Linked DNA regions of Mus musculus: region 1 is linked to region 2. A link is a contact called in public promoter capture Hi-C data. All regions are on one chromosome and are shown on one strand. The core of a region is the stretch at or near the end of the contact, and the rest is flanking DNA. Distances in the headings are between cores, read along the strand shown.

Region 1 (2,700 bases), core at 153-2,652, 390 kb after region 2:
CCACATGCTCATGCATTTTGTTCTACAGTCCAATCCTGCACGGAACTGTCAATTAAAATCAAGTTTACAATAAGTACCAAGGAGATTCATTTTCCAAGCAAGTTGCCATATTAACATTTCTTAGGCTATATTTTATAGCATAAAAGCCAAAACATGCCACCCAATTAAAATTCAGAATGTAAATTAGATATATAGAGCTTGCATACACAATAATCTGCTTCTCACAACAAAATATTTGTAATGTAAAATTCCTATCAGCTTTCCCCACAAAATATAACAAGGAAAATTAATATCCCTTATTGTGAAGGGAGATAGTATAATATTTTTTTCTTTTTACTAAAGAGGATATTATGAAAATAACAAAGCCACCAAAAGAAGAAACATGAATACATCGGTGGCTATATGCTAGAGTGGTACTATTTTTAAAATATGTTATGAAGCAATATCATGTGTAAAAGTTCCAGATTAATAGCTACCATCTAATTATGAACATCACTCATCAAAAATAATTAGCACGAGCAAACTAGCACAAAATGATTTAAAATGAAAGTAGAGCACTCATTATTAAAGGTCAAGATTTGGGTGCGAATGCTCCCCTGTCCCAATTCATCATTTCCTTACCGATTTTAGTATTAATCTGGAAAACTGCCAGAAAGCAAAAATCCATCATTTGTAATCTATTTTTTTCTTTTTGAGAAATCATTGGGATGAATTCTGGCACTTCTCCAGCCTCAGACAAACTGGGAAGAGCATGCACCTGCCAAGCTCAGCACAGAAAGCACATAGTCCAAGAGGGAGGGGCGGAGGAGAGATCAGACTTGCTGTTTTGGGAAGCAGAGAACTCATTCTGTTGCGGGCTGGTCCTTTAGTACAACCCCACTCAGTTTCCTTACCAAAATACCACGTGCAAGAAATCCTGTTTTCGTTGGGAGGGGTTATAGGCTGGAAGAACCAAAAATCAGAGGAAATGTAGACTCAGGGAAGGGGGAGTGGTTGGAGAAAGAATTCAAGTGACCCTGTGACGTCAGGAAGAAGCAGAGATTTAAGGAATGGAGTGGAAACTCACCGGGCTGCACAGATCTCAAAGGTCAAAATGCATATAGCCTCGCATGCTCCCCAGATGCAGGAAAAATGAAACGCCCACTCCTGAGCTTTCAATGTAAAGTAGAAGTCCGGGGGCTCAGTTGTTTCTGCCTTTGACGCTGGGGACAAGCCCTACCATGCAGAGTCTTGGCAATACTCAAAAGCAAGACCCGCCCGATTTCAGAGCCCTCTCCCGGGAATCCCCTAATACTCCTTCCCCCCACCCCCTCCCGCGCCGGAGGCTACAGACACCTTCATCTTCACTCCCCACCTTCTCCTGGCCCTCTAGCTCTTAACAGCATCGGTCTCCATGGCGACCTGAAACCGCAGCTCCCATTGGCTCGTTCAATATGAGGGCCGGGCCAATGGGGAGGGCCGGCCCTCTCCTTCCGCCCAATGGGGCGGGCGCGGAGCCTGTCTGGGGACGGCAGCGTGCTGACGTTCCCGGGTGCCGGGACTGGCCGGGCGGGCGGGCGGGCTGGCGGCGGGGCGGCGGCCTCTGAGCAGTCTAGAGGGCTCCGGGGCTGAGTGCGCGTGGACGCCGGCCGCGGCGGCGGCACTATGGGCACGGGGTAGAGGCGAGCTGCCGCCGCCACCGGGGTGGTGGGAGAGCCTCTTCGGGGGAGGGGGCGGGAGGGGAGGGAGGGGAGGGCAGCGGCGAGGCTGCCGCACTTCGGCCAGTTTGCTCCGGTGCCGCAGCGGCGACCCTTCGGCGTGGATGTCCCTGGTCCCTGGAGCGACGACGGCCTCCGCCTGAGCTGGAAAGTAAGTGCGCGGGGCTGGCGGGAGGGCTCGGGGCTCTGGGGTGCTAGCTGCCCAGAGCGCGTCGAGCCGGGACCTGGCGGCGGCCAGGCGCCCCCCGCGGCTCCCTGGCTCGGATCTCTCGGTCCCCGCCGCGTGCTCCGCCATCCCGCCCGCCTCTCCCCTCCCCCCGGCGGCGCACAACTTTGCCCCGCACAGCTCGGCGCGGCCGCTTTTCCTCCCGCACCGCGCCACCGCTTCTCGAACTTGAGCCCCGAGGCTCCCGCGCGCCGTCGTGCCCGGGACCGGCCGTCTGTGTGTCCGTCCCTCGCTCCACCGAAGCAACCGCCAGCCGTGCCTCCCACGCTCGCCCGGCGTGTCGCCCGGGCCCCCAGAGCAGCGCTGGTGCCCGTGACGACCGCCCGGAGGGTCCAGGGCTCCCAGCTTGCAGCTGCAAACCGCACGCTCCTCCCTAGCGGGCGCCCCAGCCTTAAGGCTCCAGGCTGCCCTCCCGCGCCGCACTGCCTCCTCGCGCTGCCAGGAGTTAGAGCGAGCAGCTGCACCCAACGGAGGGTCGTGGGTCCCTGTCCCCTCTTACTCCTTGGGAAACGAGAGGGCGAGCGGCGGGACCGGGTTTTGGCGGCATAGTGACTGAGTGCGACACCCGGCGAGCGCGGGCAGCGGAGGCGCCGCGGTTGCTCCGGGCGCCGCGATAGGCAGGTGTGTGCGTCCAACGGGCGACGCGCGCTGCCAGCTTGTAGGCTGGCGACAGATTGTGCTGGAATGCAAGGAATGCACCAGGGACAGAGTCCGCACGGGCCGCGGCCGCACTAGCGCCTTCCCGGCCCTGATCTCGCCGCGTAGCCAGAGGTCACG
Region 2 (2,700 bases), core at 16-2,515:
CTACCCCTCCCAGCTTTCTTTGGTTGATGTGTGTGTGTGTGTGTGTGTGTGTGTGTGTGCTTGAGATCTCATGTGCTTTTCTCCATCCAGTTTTGCATACCCATTGGCGTTGGTCTTATTCAGCTTACATTTGGGCAATTATGCTGGTGAGACTTTATGAGTGCAGTGTCTGATGTTACTAGGTGATACCGTCTCCCAACAAACTCCCTGGTCCTCTGGATCTCACGGACTTCCCCTCTCCTCTTCTACAATGTTCCCTGATCTTTAGATGCATGAATGCTTTGTAGTTGTATCCATGGAGACTGGGCTCCACAACTCTGAATTTTGACTGGTTGTGATTTTCTGTAATGGTCCCCATCTGTTGCAGAGAGGTTTTCTTGATGGGGTTGGAGGTAAAGATTACACTTACCTTTGTTTATAAGGACAAATTTTTATAGATTGTTGTTAGGGATTGTGCTGGTTTAGTAAATTAGTGGTTGTAGATTCTCCTCCAATAACCATGACTTTCCTAGTTCTGAGCAGTTAGCTAGATTTCCAGTCCCATGAGTGTTTTACTCTTGTTGAGTGGGTCTTAAGTCCAATTAGAGAACAATTGGTCACTACCAAGATATGAGTGCCACTATTGCACCCTTAGGGTTACCTTTGCCGTACTGGTCATTAATGTGGTTTATAGACATCATAGCTACATAGGACTGTTGGTTGCCTCCCTCCTTTAGAAGCTTGCAGGATGCCTTCTGGTACCATGCAAGCTCATCTCCAGGTAGGGAGCATTCAGATCAGTTCAAGCTCAGGGGGCTTTGCGCCATGTTTCTGAAATGCATGGTATCTTCAGAATTTTAAGTAACGTGGAAAAATCATTGCTTCATAAAGCTTCATAATATGCCTTTAAATGTTTATAGTCCTTCTTAATACACAAAATGCATAAACCCTATGTTGTAAATTAATGCCATATGGCAAAATCTTTTAAGCTACTGGGGACATTTAAGAGTGAGTTTGTTCTGGAAGTTATTACGCAAAATTCTGAACATTTTTTTTACAGTGCTTCTTATTCCTGCCCAATGCATTTCTACCTTTTTCTGAAAAATTCTAGACAAAGATCATCTTGTTTGGAACATAAATCACAGTCAGTACCACCAGAGATCAATGTTGGCCAGTGGTCTTCAGCTGTGTGTTACTTCTTACTAAAGCAGTCAGGCTGGTCATGGTGTCTACAGGCGATGCTTAGTGAATCTGACTTGGGACTAGTGTCAGGAGCTAAGCTTGCTTCTGTCTACACATGTCTCCAGAAATCTGCAGACACTCTGCCTGATTACTGCAATATCAACAGTTCAAAGCAGAACACAAACTGCAAACTATCCTAACATCTGTTTCAGTTTTATGGTCAATCCGAATGATTGTAATTTAGATGTCCTGGTACCACACAGTGAGGTTATTTTCAATCTCCTGTATTTTGCATATTACAAGGGGCCTGCTTGTACTTAGACCTTGATCTACGCACAGCAAGAAAGTGCTTAACTACTCATAACAAGAAAGGAGCAAAGTCCCCGAAAAATCAACAGTATCTGAAGCTTACCTTAAACATCAGCCTGCCTTGCTGTCTTGTCTCTAGACTTTATGCCTGGCTTCCATTGTTCATTACTACCTTAAGGCCCCATAGAAAAACCTCCTAGAGGATTCCAGAGAAGAGAGCAGTGAGGGTACATGAGAAGCACCGTGCCTAGACAAAAAAAGTATAATTATGTCCTGTGATTGAGAGTGACTGTACGCTGCCCAGGAATTATTGTTAAGTAGAAACAGGATGCTTGGTGAGATCAGACCACCCAATAGTTCTGTTGATCTTTTGCAGGAGGGACACCCACTCAGCAACCTCAGGAATTTCTCCAGACAGCCCCCATGAAGGCCGGTGCTAGCCTTCTTTGGATCTGCTGCCCAATGCTGCCCACATCAGCCAGGCACCACTAAGTATCTTTTTCCCTCCAAGAAAACTTAAGTCAGTTTCATTTTTTTTTCCTGAATCCTGCAACAGAGATGTGGGCTCAAATGCAAGCCAGAGCAGTGTTATCTGATATGAAATGTAGAAGTCTACATACGTGGACACTGAGAACGTACAGGGATCCATGCCTGCACCTGATTAAACTTGAGAGTGGCAGAGATGATGATCTGAAGAATATAATGGTTTCATGTGTTGCTGAGCAAGTGACTTAATCAGAGATGAGCTAGTACTCAAAGCCAAGTGTGCCTACATTCAAATGGCAGCTGCCTAGCACTCCTTGGCTTTTGCTTTCTGTACTTCACTCTATACACACCATATATGCACACCACATACATCACACCATATATACCACACCACATATACCACACCATATATACCACATCACATAAACTACACCACATATACCATACCATATATACTACACCACATATACCACATCACACATACAACTCCACATATACCACTCCACATATACCATATCGCATATGCTACAATACATATACCATATCACATATACCACCCTGTACATTCCACACCATATAGAGCACATCACATATAGCATATCACATATACCACATCTCTTACATCAGACCCATATAGACCACACCACATACATCATACTGTATATACACCATACATGCTGCATCTCTTATAACACACTGCACCATATTTGCACCATACTACATGTCTTTTGTTTCTGAGTAGAT

What was found. Promoter capture Hi-C pulls out the DNA fragments that hold promoters and counts their contacts.
Region 1: a contact with region 2 is called in a promoter capture Hi-C map of the 3T3-L1 cell line, with 3 times the contacts expected there. The contact joins the promoter of Ccdc148 here to the enhancer-like site in region 2. A contact is called at or near these places in 5 of 39 promoter capture datasets (the 3T3-L1 cell line, cranial neural crest, embryonic stem cells and 2 more), 7 of 115 datasets of contacts at active chromatin or transcription factors (astrocytes, bone marrow-derived macrophages, embryonic forebrain and 4 more) and 1 of 9 other capture datasets (adipose tissue).

What each region holds. Positions count from the first base shown.
Region 1 is chr2:59,159,281-59,161,980 of GRCm38.p6, forward strand. Ccdc148 (coiled-coil domain containing 148) reads right to left here and starts at 1,403. Exons shown (of 15, transcript NM_001372501.1): 1 at 1,067-1,403. It overlaps Pkp4 (plakophilin 4), which reads left to right and starts at 1,570. Exons shown (of 22, transcript NM_026361.2): 1 at 1,570-1,848.
Region 2 is chr2:58,767,731-58,770,430 of GRCm38.p6, forward strand. All of the region lies in intron 2 of Upp2 (uridine phosphorylase 2), which reads left to right. Among named protein-coding and RNA genes, the nearest start is that of Upp2, 14 kb to the left of the region's middle. Within about 2 kb of position 1,266, at least 9 of the 459 cell types and tissues checked have an H3K27ac peak or open chromatin away from gene starts, as enhancers often do.